5 separate regions of the Mus musculus genome follow, and all the other regions are linked to region 3. The links are chromatin contacts, called in public HiChIP or PLAC-seq and promoter capture Hi-C maps. All regions are on one chromosome and are shown on one strand. Each heading gives the region's core, a stretch centred on a gene start, on an enhancer-like site or on the middle of the called end of the contact. The rest is flanking DNA. Distances are from core to core; before and after follow the strand shown. Region 1 holds the start of Kyat1 (kynurenine aminotransferase 1). Region 2 holds the start of Ptpa (protein phosphatase 2 protein activator). Region 3 holds the start of Prrc2b (proline-rich coiled-coil 2B). Region 4 holds the start of Ntmt1 (N-terminal Xaa-Pro-Lys N-methyltransferase 1). Region 5 holds the start of Lrrc8a (leucine rich repeat containing 8A VRAC subunit A).

Region 1 (2,746 bases), core at 53-2,552, 1.9 Mb before region 3:
TGGCTCACAACCATCTGTAATGCAATCTGATGCCTTCTTCTGAAGACAGCTACAGTGTACTTAGATATAATAATAAATAAATCTTAAAAAAAAAAGTTTTCAGCACAGGAACTGACTGCCAGGTTGTCTGTTGCTCTCACAGAAACATAGGGTGGAAACAGTGTCCTGTTGGCTGTGAGACCCTGAGCTCCCTACTAGGTCGACTACACAGGAGATCCAAAAATTAGTGCTAAGGCTCCCAGGAAGCAGAGGGAGAGACCTGGTGTCTTCAAACCCTCCTGCGGGTGGGAGGGGAGTGAACATCTGTGGGAATCCTTTTCCAAACTCTGTGCCTCACCCATTGGTAAACAGAACTGGTGTGTATAAAACGGTGAACCCACCAGCGGGGCCACCTGGTGTCTACCATTGTGGTCACATTTGTTCATAGATGATACTCCAGGTCTATGGAGGACTGTAAGCCTTGGAGTCCACCTACGCGGGACAGCCCTGTTCTCTTTCGTTCACCCTCTCTTTCAGCCTCTTTCAGCCCCATTTTTCCTGCAGGTCATGTGGCATGTCTGTGATATGCCTGGTAGAACATGGGTTTTGCACATCTGACCATAGCAGGCTTCAGTAGGACTGAAGGCTATTCTTTCTGTCCCATTAACTTAAAAAATATTATTATTATTATTATTATTATTATTATTATTTTAACCTAAGTTATCTTGGAAGTTGTCCCACATTAGTACATGAATCCAATTGCCGTGCAGCCCGGGAACCGACAGAACCCAGAAGGACCCACAGAGACTATTGGCGCTAGCTCTGCAGGCAATTCTCCGTTAGCGCAGTCTGCATCTTCTTGGCCAGGACTACCTTGGGAGAGTGGACGTGGGTGCAGAGAGAACTAGTCTAACTGGTTCTGTGACTGAGTGTAGAGCTGCCAAGACCGCGTGTGCAAGTTTTTCTCAGGGGATAGATCCTTCTTTCAGAGAAGCTACACATCACATACAAACAGGAGCACATGGATCAAAGAGCTACAGCACTCGCAAACCTTAGCTAACTTCAACACACGATCTAGATGAAACCCCGCACGGCAACCAGGAACTGACCTGCTTCAGCAAACAATAGCGCTGCTCTGTCCAATAACCCGCGACCCCAAACGTATTCCCAAGGTTGCAGAAGTCTGTTCCTTTAAAGAGGCCGAGCCCTAGATGGGCTACTTCCGCCCAGATGCAGCTTAGCTCAAGAGAACTGTCAGAAGCAGTGCGAAGCTCTGTGTGCCCTTTAAAGACTGGGCGACAGCCTAGGATCCCCAAGCATTTGCGCTCGGTGACATCACTTCCGGGGCGGAGACCTAAGAAGCGGTACAAACAAAACAAGGAGCCAAAGACCCACGGCGCGACTGGCTGTGGGTAGCCAGACCCAGGACTAGGGCTGCCTGCGTGGCGGCCGAGAACAGCGGGCCTTGGTGAGTGGGTCGAGTATGGAAAGGGACGCGCTGTCACCTCCCTGAATCCAATGACGCGGGCCCGACCTCCGCTCGCACCTCTCACCCGAGTTTCCGCCGCGGTCCCTGCAGATCCACGCCCCTCCGCGCACGTGCACCTTCCCAGAGGTTCCACCCGGGCTCCCCTAGTACTTGGTGCCGAACTCTTTCCTTGAACCCCTCCCTCTTTCTGATCTGCGGGACTATTCCCTGGTCTTTGGAATCTCAGGCTGGAAAAGACCGATTCTCCTATTGGTTTAGCCCGTCGCATGTATGCATTGGGCAGGAGTGACAGATCTAGGGAGGTGAGGTTGGAAGAGCTGGAGGTCAGCAATGACGCGTCCAGGCTGAAGGAACACAGCTTGGGAAGCCAGGGGACAATGAAATTGGAAGCTAAATTGAGAAGGAAAGAATGGAGGACCTGAAAGTTTCAAAGACCTTCTGCCTTGGAAAGGTGGCAGCAAAACCTTCAACCCCTGCTGACTGTTCTGCTCTCTGGAGCACACAGACTAGCAGACAGCGCAGGAGGAAGGGCAGGAGGTCTGCTTCTTGTGCTGGGGACGGAGGATAAGGAGGATAAGAGTATGTTCCGAGGCTTGGGACAGTGGAAGTGACCTGGCCACACAGTTGGTGAAGGTTAGGTTCCCCTGTGGCAGTCCAGGGGAAGCAGGGACTGGAGGCTAGTGTTGTGAGGAGATACTGGGGTGGCTTGACTCCCTGCTTTCCCAGTTCCATAGCTTGTTTGGGTTTTGGGTGTTGACTCTGGACCTTCTTGTCTCCCAGGGTCTGTAGAGGACAAGGCAGGAGACCAAGAGACGTTTGTGACCCACCACCTCCCCAGTGGTTTTCGTCTGCTGAGGACACCTGCTACAGAGCAGTTTCGTTACACTTCAGTGGCCTTTGTAGAGAGTGGGGGCTTCTGGGATTGCCCTGTGAATCAGGAATCCGGGCAGGTGGCTGGGTTTTTGACTTGCTGCTTGAAGGAGCTTCAAGGGAGGAAGCAAAAATGATTGCAGGTTTTGTGGGGGGACCGCAGAGGAACCTAGGTGGGATACATATACTAACCTCTTTGCCATCCCTGGGCTCTTTCACCTGCCCTGTCTTTATGGTTGGCCTTGGACTGGGACTTATGTTGGGAAATGTGTCCTTGGCCTCCTCAGCACTGCAGTCTGAGAGGAGACAGACATCAGGAATAGAAGCTGAGGGTTGAGCATTGTTAGGACAGCCCCATGGTAGTCCAGAGGAGAAGGTACCCACATGGACGATGTTGCCTGAGGTACA
Region 2 (2,700 bases), core at 76-2,575, 1.7 Mb before region 3:
AGGGTCTCAGGTGCTGCCAGGACTCTTAGTAGAATCTCAGTCTTAGCTGCCAACCCAGTGTCTGACAGGGCAGTCCAGTTCACAGCTGGATAGACAGCCTGAATCAGAGAGGACAGGAGCTCACCATTAGGATAGCTGCTTTAGATAAGGATGGTGAGGGGCAGCCTGCCACCTCCTGCCTCCTCCTGCCTGTTTGGGGGATTTTCAGTACTAGTCTCCACCTGAGGTTCTCTTAGCAATATGCAATGGGGAGGGTGGGCATCTGATGAACTCAAGGAGACTGGGTAGGCTTGGAGAAGTGGCTCTAGTCGGGCAGAAGCATAGCCTAGGGCTGAGCTCTCTAACCAGTAGCCCCGACAGGTGTCTGAGTCCGAATAACTGGGAGCATTAGGGAGGAGTGGAGTGGAAAGGTACAAAAGACTTGAACCTAGGTTTCTCAGTCTTCTTCTGGGATCGAACCCACCCCTTACCTGGTCTCCTTTATCCACCTTGCAGATCGCACCCTACCAGCCGGTCTGGGGTTTTCTTGACCGTTGCTGGAGGCCCGCCCGTCTTGTCCCGTCCATGGCCCTGCTGGGCGAACTCACCACGGTTCTGGCAGCAAAGGCTAACATCGTCCCAGTCTGTTTGCGGACACTTGGTCCGCTCCGCCCCTCGCGCTGGGTAAAGACTGCGCCACTGCTGGGGTGCTGGGGTCAGTGGGTTCGCGGCTCCGGTTCTAGGTTCAAGGTCGCCGAGTCACTGCCGCTAGCCAGTAGAGGCGGCCCCGCGGCCACCGGGCCCGGCGGGCTGCCGGTGGGGCAGGACTCACGGGGCGGAGCTTTGGTGGCTCGCAGTCCCCGGCCGCTCGCCCCGATCTCGGGGTGGGCCCAAGCCGGGGAGTGGCCGCAGAGGGCGGGGCTTGCGGAGACGGACCTCTAGCTCAGCTGTTAGCAGCCCGGCGCTGGGCTCCCGTCACGGGGTCACAACGGTAGGCGCTGTCCCGCTCGTGCTCTCCGCCTCCGAAAGCCACCTTAGCTGTCGAGGCGGTCACGTGCGTTCAAGTCTGACTGGTGTCCTTGAACGTCACTCTAGGAATGGCAGGAGAACACAACTGTTGACTGGGGACTGTCTCAGATTGCTTGGGTGGAGGCATGCACAAAGAAGATGACAGGTGGCCTTGCTCCGCAAGAATACTGCTGCCATACCTATTCCCTCCATCACCCCTCACCAAAACAAACAAACAAACAAACAAACAAGCAAACAGAACCCGACGCCCCGCACAAACATGGCTGCCAGCGCCGCAGTTGGCTTGCAGGCGGCAGCCGTTAGTGCGCATGCTCCTCGGCGCCCCGCACCAAGATGGCCGCTGCCTCGGTCGGCGCGGCCGCCGCGAGACGGCCGTTGGTGGGCATGCTCCCTGAGTGCCTCGCACCGGCATGGCTGCCGCCTTCGCGCGAGTGACTGTAATTCTCGGCTTCCGGTCCTAGCCAGTCAGCGCTCATTTCCCTGCTGGAAGCTTGGCGGAGCCGGGGAGAGCTGCGGGGTGAACATTGAGAGGGACCGGCGAGCATCCGCTCCGGCTCCTCACGGAGAAGATGGCCGAGGGCGAGCGGCAGCCGCCGCCAGGTAGGGCGGTTGGAGGGCCCGGGCGTGCGGGTGGGAAAGGGGTGTGGCTCGGGGGGTCTCCCGAGTCTGAGGAGCTCTGGGGACGGAGGAGGCAGGGCTGACGGCCTGGGCTGCAGGCGGGTGGCGGTGAGGGCGACCCGGCCAGGGCGGGCGGGCAGAGCGCGGTCAGGGGAAAGGCTCTGGACCTGGGGGCAGAGTTGCCTGGGGTCGGGGCGAGAGGGATCCAGGAGGCTGCGTTCTTTATGAGACTCCGCTCGGGTGGACCTGGGCCTCGCTCGGACGCCAGGCTCCTTCATGCATGTCCTGCCCACCCTGCATGTCTTCCCTCCCTCCGTCCCTCCTTCCGTCCTGCAGGCTTGGCTCTGGGGGTTTCAGTATCTGCAGAGTTAATTGAGAGAAACTGCCCACGGTGTCTAAACCACTAATTTTAAGAGGCTGTTTGTACAAAATGAGAGGGTTGGTGGCATCGTCGTCTGTAACTTTTATTTACACTGTGGCCTCGTTGTGGTCCATCTCAAGTAACTAGGGCAGAGACAGAGGCCAGATGCTCCAGTAGAGACCCCCTTTCCTGGAGGAGGAGAAAGCAGTTTGCTGACTCCGTGTAGTTAAGAAGGACTGGAAAATTCTTACAGAGTGGCTAGGTTGGCTAAACTCAGCTCGTACTTTGATAGTGTTTGATGTACCTTCCACCACACTTCCTTTTTTGTGGTCCCAAAGAAAGTCTCAGGAGGAAGAAAATTTGAAAATCAAAAGAAGCACCATTTTTGTGGCGCCCCCCCCCTAAATATATGAACACGTGGAATTCAAAACCAGACATTTATTTTAAGTTATACAAAATCTCTATGAATGTGTCGTTTTTGTTTGTTTTGTTTTTGTTTTTCGAGACAGGGTTTCTCTGTGAAGCTCTGGCTGTCCTGGAACTCACTCTGTAGACCAGGCTGGCCTCGAACTCAGAAATCCACCTGCCTCTGCCTCCCATGTGCTGGGAGTGCGCCACCACTGCCTGGCCTTATGGATGTGTCTTAATCGACTTTAGTGTTGACATCAAGACATAGATAGTAGCTAGCACTCGGGAGGCAGAGGCAGGTGGAT
Region 3 (2,700 bases), core at 26-2,525:
CCTGGTCTACAGAGTGAGTTCCAGGACAGCCAGGGATACACAGAGAAACCCTGTCTTGAAAAACAAAACAAAATAAAACAACAACAAAAAAAGGTGAAGTGTCTATACGGTGCACTTGTTATGGAAGGGAGACCTTGCTGTGGAATGGTGCAACGAACCACTTCTGCCGTACCACTTCTGCCGTACCACTTCTGCCGTACCACTTCTGCGTGTTTCCTGCATGTATCTTGCCACTGGGATCCCCCTCTCCCTCCACACATTCTAACAGGTCAGGACTGTCAGGCTGTCAGGTTTGTCTGTCAAGAGGCTCTAGAGCTCTGGGGGTGGTGGGAGCAGGATCCAAGTTCAGTCCCTCTTCTGAGCCCCCCTCCCTCTCAGGTCTGCATCCCCTGCCTTTTAGGGTGCTGAGTCCTCCCCATTCTCCCCACCCTTTTGCATTCTCACCCCAGAGCTCTCCCTGGGGTCCCCTCCCAGTCTATGTCTGCTTCTTTCAAGAGCCCCTCCCCCACCCATGGAGGAGGCCTTCTCCATGGGTGGGGGTGGTCTTCAACCAGATCCACTCTCCGTTGAGATTCCTCTTCACCAGGAGCCTCTCTCCATGAAGACCCCTCTGATTTGGGACCCCATCTCCATCCATGTATCTTGCTACTGGGATCCCCCTCTCCCCCCAGTTCCTTTACTTTTTCTCCATTTGAGCCGTCCTCTCCATTGCAGCCTCTTTGCACCAGGGCTTCCTCCTTCTCCTGGTTCCTTTCCACCTAGGCCCCTTCTCCATCAAAGTCCCTCTCCACCAAGGCCTCTTCTCCATCAAGGTCCCTCTCCACCAAGGCCTCTTCTCCATCAAGGTCTCTCTCCACCTAGGCCCCTTCTCCATCAAGGTCCCTCTCCACCTAGGCCCCTTCTTCATCAAGGTCTTTCCATTTGGGCCCCTTCTCCACCTCGGCCTCCTCTCCACGTAAGCCCCTTGTCCATCAAGGTCCCTCTCCACCGCGTCCCCTCTCCAGCCGAGCCTCCTCTCCATCTAGGTCCCTCTCTTCCGCAGCCCCTCTGCACCGCGGCCCAGCTCGCTCCCCGCGCTCTCCCTCCTCCTCTCCCCCGCCCTCCCTCCCGGGACAGGGGCGACGCAGCAGGGGGCGCTGCGCGGGCCACCGTGCGGGCGGCGGGCGGGGGCGGCGCGGAGGCGGAGGCGGCGGCGGCGGGGGGCGGGGAGCCGAGCGCGGGCGGGAGGCGGCGGCGAGCCACAGCGCCGAGGCTCCAGCGAGCGCCGAGGAGCGGGAGGAGGAGGAGGAGGCAGAGGCAGGAGCGCAGAGCGCCGAGCCCCGCGCCGCCGCCGCGCAATCCGCCGCCATCCGCCGCCCCCGCGCCCGGCCGCCGCCCGACCGCCATCGCCCGGGCCCGTCGCGCGCGGACGCAGACCAGGTGGGCCGGGGCCGGGGCCAGGGCAGAGGCCGGGGTTGCGCTTTGTCTCCGCGGCGGTGCGCTGCGGCGGGCGCGGGGCTGCGGCCTGGGCGGCCTGCTCGGCGCTCCCCAGCTCGCCATTGTTGTGTCTTCGCGGCCAGGGCGGGAGGACGGCGGGCCGAGCGGGGCTGGGCAAGGCTCGGGGTCGGGATCGAGCCCGAGGGCTCTCCTGCGCCCGGGGACGGCGGCCTTGTCGGCCGGGGTGGGGGACGCGGGACCCCGAGGCCGCCCGGAACCGCAGGCCGAGCGCCGCCCCGGCTCGGGTGGGTTCGGCTGAGGGAAGCGGGGTGGTGTTTTCACGGCACCCGGAGCCGCTGCTAAAAATGTTTAATGATAAACAGGATGTCGCTGCTCGGGGCCTGCCAGATTGATTTTTTTGTTTGTTTCTTTTTCTTCGTCTACCTTTTAAGAGAGAAATGCAGACCTATTGAGATAGATGGTGGGCCTCTCTGGAGAGGATCTGCCTGCATAAAAGTGGACGCTGCTGCTTTCCTTTCTTCTTTGTAAATATCGTGGGGGGATGAAGCCCACTGTTAGGCAAGAATAGGTGTCGCCCCCCTTCCCCAGGCAATGGTGAGCTTGAAGGAAGTGGGAGAAGGGGGGCGCCGATGCTCTCCGGAGTGTGTCATTTGCTAAATGGCTGCCTGGGAGAAACCTTTATAAAGCTGTCTTTTGCAGGGTAGTTAAATTTCACCTACGTTTTTTCTTTCCTGGAAAGGTTAGCGTGTATTTCGGTGTGTTGTCTGTTTGCGTTGTATATCTCACTTGGGTTTTCTGTCCGTCTGTCTGAAGCCTCAGCGCCCTTTCTCAGCAGTACAACCGCAGGGGCTTGCTTTGTATCGTAATGTCTGCACCGTCGTGGTGCAAGCTGGGACCTGAGGGGTACAGGCTGTGGAGTGGGATGCTTGCTGCCACCGAGGGACTACTCAGCCTTCACAGGCAGAGAGGCATGACTTGGCAAGCCGTCGGTGCTCTGTAGTTACTCTGTGCTGTCAACCTAGGACAGAAGGCTGGCCACTTGTGGTGTCATCCATGCTGGGGCATGCCACAGGTGCTGGTTTGAAGTGGCAGCGTTGGAGAAGGGATTCAAAACATTGGGTGATGTAGGACTGCTGGAAGTTCCAGGTCAGCCTGGGCTACATGGTGAAAACCCAACAAAATACCCACATCCGTAGGTACTTTGGTTAGTGCTGGGCCTCAGTGGGGAGGAGGCACGGACTGCGTTAGTAGCCCCCGTCAGAG
Region 4 (2,700 bases), core at 164-2,663, 1.3 Mb before region 3:
GCAAGGCACTGATCCAGAAAAGGAAAAAAAAAAAAAAAAGAATAAGTAAAAGCAAAACACAACTTTAAGCACCTACTGTAATGCAGAGCCCAGGAGGCATGACAAGTATGTCTAACAGCCGGTGTGTCAGCCAACAGAGGTGAGCTTAAGGCAAAAATACTTATTATGATAACCTTCATTGCCTGCAAGCCCCACTAGACTCTAGCCTAAACTCGCAAATCCCACAAATTTAACCCTCAGAGTATTGTAGCTGAATCATTACATCCACCAGTTAGAAGAGGCAACTTAGAACTCCGAGGCGGTTAGAGGGGGTTTGCATGCAGCAAGCTCATCTTTCCTTCAAGACCCGGTGCAGATTGTCTGAGTGGATAGGGAAGGGCGGTCCTCAGGAGGGCAAACTTCTAGATTTCTGCTTTATTTGGCCTGGCAATCCTTACCTCTGTCAAAGCCTTTCTTTCCTGTTCTCTTTCCTGGGTTGATATATTATTTTAATATACTAGTGGGCATGGGTGGATTTGAGCAACAATGGCTTTTAATCCTCCTCCCCCCCCCCCCCCGACAGGGTTTCTCTGTATAGCCCTGGCTGTCCTGGAACTCACTTTGTAGACCAGGTTGGCCTCGAAATCCGCCTGCCTCTGCCTCCCGAGTGCTGAGATTAAAGGCGTGCGCCAACAACGCCCGGCTTAATTCTCCTTTTAGGGTGGAAAACTCTCATGATGTTGGTTTTTAAGAATCCAGCCTTGTGGCGCATGGAGGCGCGTGCCTGTAACCCCAGCAACCACGTCGATGATGCAGAAGGATCCTGAAGTTTACGGCCAGAACTCAGTTGGACTCTTGTCTTAAAAGAGCTACACCCTCAAGTGTGTGAGATATCAGCTGTGGATCCTTCATCATGAAGTCCCTGCGCGTAGGCAAAAAACTGGGTTAGGATCCCGAAGGAAAAGGCGATCTGGCCGAAGAATAGGGCGATCAAACCTTGGAGTGCGGCGATCTGGCCAGGGGGCGGGGTGAACTGGCCTCGGGGACAAGCGAGGTAGCGATGGGGAGGGGCGAATTGGCCGTGGGGCGGAACTAGCTGGTCTTGTGTTTGGGCGAGCTGGGCGTGGGGAGGGGCGAGTTAGTCGCGCGGAGAGAAGTTCTGGGCGTGTCGAGTGAGCAGGCCGTGGAGCGGGGTTGGCTGTGGGGGCGTGGAGAGGTGTGAGCAGGCCCTGGAGAGGGCGGAGTTGGCTGTGGGGGAGGGACGATCTGGACGTGAGCTGCCTGTGGGACGCGGCGATCTGGCCCTGGGGAGGGGCTATCTGTCTGTGGAGAGGGATGAGCTAGTCTTGGGGCGGAGTGAACTGGCCTCGGGGCGGAGCGATCTTGAGTCCAGCCCCCTCCAGGCTCGGGGAAGTGACGTGTGCGGACAAAGGCAGAGGCCGCGAGGTGTCTGGTCCGGTAGAGTGGTGGCGGCTGCTGTGGGCTACGGTCTTTGCCAGCCTCCTTCTCAACCCGTCCTTTTCTCTCGGGTCCCTGGAGCCCCGACCCAGGTAAGTATCGCGAGGGACGCGGCCAGGGAGGAGGGAGGTGCTCACCCCAACTGCCTGAAGCGGTGAGGCCCCGTCGTCAAGTGACCTGGGCCTGGCCCTGGCCCACGTGCACGTCCCATGGAGGTTCACCGATCAGACCTGGGCAGGGACTCTGGTGACCACGGATTGGGTTGGAGGAAGCCACGTTGGTGGAGGCTGGCAAGACGTATCTTCACTCGCGCCCGTACATCACTTTCCAGTCCTCAGTTTCCCCTCTGAGATAAGGAAAGCAGCCACTGCAAGGTTGGTGTGTGGAATCGGCGCCGTGCTTGGCTCAAGTCCTCGCAGTTAAGTGCTTGGTTGCACGGGTTGCCATCACGTTTAACTGCCTCCAGCTCTGGCCAACATCGTTACTGTCATGAGCCCTTGAGGCCAAGGTCAGCCTCTCTTCTGCAAGGCTGCCTGCCATCTTTTCCAGATGCTCCAGGCTTTGCTGCTCCACCAACTGTGTGATCATTTTGGTCTTTAATCCTTTTGATAAGGGCCTAGGACAGGTGCTGTAACTGATGACAATGATGTATGGGGTGGGGCACTCAGTGACTGGGGTCTAAGTGAGAAGCCTAAATCCTCTCCTAACTTTTGGTCCTTTCCCAAGTGCTGTTTTAAGGCACATCGTTTCCTTAAGCTGGCTTTCCTGTGTGTGTGCTTGTGTGTGTGTTGGGGGGAGGGGGGATGCTTTCCTGAAGGCCAGAGCCACATAATCAAAAGGTCAGAGTCTGCAGGTGTGTGGTTCTGGGTGTACCCGGAGCTTGTGTTTGCATCTTCTGGACTGACCAAAGGCCACATGATCTCATAGGTGGGCTCCAGCTTTACCAGGGTCTGTGTGATTTGGAGGTTTTAACACGTTTTCCTTACTTGATCTTTTTAACTATGTTTGAACTAGGCAGAGGTGGCACACGCCTCTAATCCCAGCATCCAGGAGGCAGAGGCAGGTGGATCTCTGGGTTTGAGGCCAACCTGGTCTACAGAATGAGTTCTAGGACAGTCAAGGCTACACAGAGAAACCCTATTTCAAAAACCAGACAGAAAGACAGAGAGAAAAATTGTGTTTTAAGATTTTTTTTAAAGATTTATTTATTGCCGGGCAGTGGTGCTGCACACCTTTAATCCCAGCACTTGGGAGGCAGAGGCA
Region 5 (2,700 bases), core at 116-2,615, 1.9 Mb before region 3:
TCCCCCTTTCTCTTTATATAAATTTAAGGTTAAGGGGCTGGGCTGGAGAGATGGCTCAGCAGCTAAGAGCACTGACTGCTCTTCCAGAGGTCCTGTCACTGTAAAAGGGGGCGGAGATCATTCAGTGAGGGAAGGGTCATCTGTACAGCCTGTGTATATTAGTCAGCTGGTGCACACACCACTGATACCCAACTCCACAAAAACTCATTGCTGTGCTCCCTGCCTTTCTTCTTTCACGTAAGCTACTGGAACTCGTCCCATACTGGAGTACATGAAACACTTTGTTTTAATAGCTGAACAATTTCCCAACCTAAGGATTACTACAGTTAGCCTGGGAATTATGAGGACCCGGGAAGATTAACACACACACACAGCTAGCGTCTGGAGGCTTGGTTCTGAAGATGTGGTTTTATCCTCAGCTCAGCTCAAAATTCGCTGCTAACGTTAGGCTGGAGGTTTCCCGATAGAGAATTCCCCTCACACCCTCTGCCAATCCTCTATCTCCAGCCAGAAGCCGGGGAACCGGACAAAGAGATCCCCACCAGAAGCCCTTGCTTACAAAAGTCGGAGCAAAATACTGGATAAAGCAGATACTTAGTTTCAAAGTGACCACTGGACTCAGGACACACCTACCAGATTCCTAAACTCCAATACCTTCTCAAGCACGGCACTACCTCTCTCCCCTCTTCTACAAAAAGTTCCTAACCCAGTCCAGTCCAACGACTTCAAAGATCTCCTAGTGTGAGACAGTGAACTCGCCGGGGCGCGACTAATCGCCCAAGAAACCTTTAAATTTAGTTCAACTGTGTTTATTGCAGCGGCGGCGGAGAAGCCATTCAGTTAACTCGGAATTATGCGGCTTTTCAGGGACAACCGTCGCAAGCCGGACGTGTCGAGGCGCGCGTCAGCATCAGCAGGGCAGTTACATTTGCGGGCACCTGAAGAGTTTGGGCAGCGAGTCAGCTAACGAGCAGCACTAAAGGTATGAGGACGCTGGCCCAATGGCGATCGGAACCCGAACAAAGGAGGTGAGCGGATACTTGCGTCAGCTTGGGTCACTTGGCCGCTCTGGCCAGAGTAACGCATCCCTTAAGTTGCAGGGATCCCTGTCCCTTTAAGGGGGCTTAGTTCTGTCCCGTTACTTCCGCCCCGAAGTGGCTTGGCGCAGGCACGTGGACGGGAGTAGGGTGAAGCCGCCTCAAGCTTTCCCCTTAACAGACATGGCGACGGCCGGGATGCCGCGGGTGCGTCCGGCCGTGACGTCACTTCCGGGGCGGGGGAGGCAGAGTGGTGCAGTGAGGGACAAACAAAAGGAGGCGCTGGAGGAGCGCGGCGGCGGGCGGCCGGACTGGGAGGTGGAGGGCCCGGGCTGCCTGCGGGCGGCTGCGAGCGGAGAGCCCAGGTGAGCGGGTCGGGTGGGGGATGAGACGCGCGCTGTCACCGCACGGGACGCTCTCCTCGGACGCGCGCTCCGCCCCTTCAAGTTCTGCGGGGCTCTCGCTGCCCAGGGGCGCCGGCCACCCTGGCCCCGCGCTGGGCTTCGCTCCGCCCTGCCTCCCGCGGGCGCCGGCTCCGGTCTCCACCCTCCAGGCCGTGCGGCGGCGCGCGAGCCCCCTCCCGGGCACCCTGTTCTCCGCGCGCCTCTCACCCGAGTTTCCGCCGCGGTCCTCAGGCCGCACTTGCCGCGCTGGTCCCCGCAGATCCGCGCCCCTTGGCGCACGCGCCCCCTTCCCAGAGGTTCCACCCGGGGTTCTCTTGACAGCTCCCCCACCAGCTCTTACAGTTCTTGGCCGTGGGCTTCCCGGCGCCGGCTTCTCTTTAGACCACTCCCTCTTCCTGATCTCCCGGACTGTCCCCTGCTATGGGGAAGGGAGCACAGGCTTTTGGGACCTCAGACTGGGGCTCCCTGAACGACCGACTCCTGATATGAGAGTCTGTTTCGTTCTGTCCCTGTTTTGTGCATCTCTTGGGCAGGAGTGACAAGTACAGGAGGTTGTTGGTGAGCTGGAGGTCAGCAAAGGCGACCCCAAGCTGAAGGAACAGCAGAGTTCGGGATGACAGTGGCAGGGGGTGGGGGCTTGTTTTTTGAGATAGGGTCTCAACTATGTAGCCTTGACTGTCCTCAAACTCTCTCTGTAAACCAGGCTGGCTGGCCTCGAGCTCACGGAGATTCACCTGTCTGGTTCCTGAGTGCTGGGTAGAGACGTGGGCCTCTAACCTCTGTTTGAGACCAGGGTTCTTGAACCTGCCATGCACTGGACTGGAGTGAGTCAAGATGGGCTGGTTCTGCTTGATACAGTTGTTGTCTTGTTTTGAAAGAACACATTGAGTGAGCATTAGCTTTTTCTTGATGGGAACTGGGCTGACATAGTGGTAGTTCTAGGACAGCCACTCTTGTACAACCTCCTCTAACGCTGCCCTAGCTAGGACAGGGACAGCTTTAAGGATGAGGTGTGGAGGGGAGAGAGTCTTTGTGAGGATGGGGACACTTGTCTGCTGAATTTTGGAGACAGAAATGAGTAGCCAGAGGCTACAAAGTCTTTTCCTGCCTTGCAAGTGTGTCAGTGGTCTCTTTAACTCTGCCATCTGTGTTATGTCCTCTGAAGTAGAGAAAATGGCCAGTGCAGGAAGAATAAGTTGACCATTGAGGGTAGGAGAGGGGGTATATTCAGAGGCTCAGGGGTGGTGCCAGTGGGCTAG

The links. Promoter capture Hi-C pulls out the DNA fragments that hold promoters and counts their contacts. HiChIP or PLAC-seq counts read pairs in DNA pulled down with a chosen protein or histone mark. Capture Hi-C pulls out chosen DNA fragments and counts their contacts.
Region 1: an H3K4me3 HiChIP or PLAC-seq map of forebrain shows a contact between it and region 3, with 6 times the contacts expected there. The contact joins the promoter of Kyat1 here to the promoter of Prrc2b in region 3. A contact is called at or near these places in 1 of 39 promoter capture datasets (liver) and 1 of 115 datasets of contacts at active chromatin or transcription factors (forebrain).
Region 2: a promoter capture Hi-C map of liver shows a contact between it and region 3, with 3 times the contacts expected there. The contact joins the promoter of Ptpa here to the promoter of Prrc2b in region 3. A contact is called at or near these places in 4 of 39 promoter capture datasets (hippocampal neurons, liver and pre-B cells), 2 of 115 datasets of contacts at active chromatin or transcription factors (embryonic brain and pancreatic cancer cells) and 1 of 9 other capture datasets (liver).
Region 4: a promoter capture Hi-C map of liver shows a contact between it and region 3, with 2.7 times the contacts expected there. The contact joins the promoter of Ntmt1 here to the promoter of Prrc2b in region 3. A contact is called at or near these places in 1 of 39 promoter capture datasets (liver) and 2 of 9 other capture datasets (adipose tissue and liver).
Region 5: a contact with region 3 is called in a promoter capture Hi-C map of liver, with 4 times the contacts expected there. The contact joins the promoter of Lrrc8a here to the promoter of Prrc2b in region 3. A contact is called at or near these places in 3 of 39 promoter capture datasets (liver and pre-B cells) and 1 of 115 datasets of contacts at active chromatin or transcription factors (pancreatic cancer cells).

What each region holds. Positions count from the first base shown.
Region 1 is chr2:30,204,545-30,207,290 of GRCm38.p6, forward strand. Kyat1 (kynurenine aminotransferase 1) reads right to left here and starts at 1,303. Exons shown (of 13, transcript NM_001356474.1): 1 at 1,089-1,303. It overlaps Gm31201 (a long non-coding RNA gene), which reads left to right and starts at 1,305. Exons shown (of 2, transcript XR_374214.4): 1 at 1,305-1,447.
Region 2 is chr2:30,414,725-30,417,424 of GRCm38.p6, forward strand. Ptpa (protein phosphatase 2 protein activator) reads left to right here and starts at 1,326. Exons shown (of 10, transcript NM_138748.5): 1 at 1,326-1,608. The coding sequence starts at 1,578. It overlaps Crat (carnitine acetyltransferase), which reads right to left and starts at 1,024. Exons shown (of 14, transcript NM_007760.3): 1 at 588-1,024. The coding sequence starts at 614.
Region 3 is chr2:32,149,873-32,152,572 of GRCm38.p6, forward strand. Prrc2b (proline-rich coiled-coil 2B) reads left to right here and starts at 1,276. Exons shown (of 32, transcript NM_001159634.1): 1 at 1,276-1,419.
Region 4 is chr2:30,806,555-30,809,254 of GRCm38.p6, forward strand. It overlaps Ntmt1 (N-terminal Xaa-Pro-Lys N-methyltransferase 1), which reads left to right and starts at 1,414. Exons shown (of 4, transcript NM_170592.3): 1 at 1,414-1,529.
Region 5 is chr2:30,236,404-30,239,103 of GRCm38.p6, forward strand. It overlaps Lrrc8a (leucine rich repeat containing 8A VRAC subunit A), which reads left to right and starts at 1,366. Exons shown (of 4, transcript NM_177725.4): 1 at 1,366-1,402. 1700084E18Rik (RIKEN cDNA 1700084E18 gene) reads right to left here and starts at 1,228. Exons shown (of 1, transcript NR_028299.1): 1 at 794-1,228.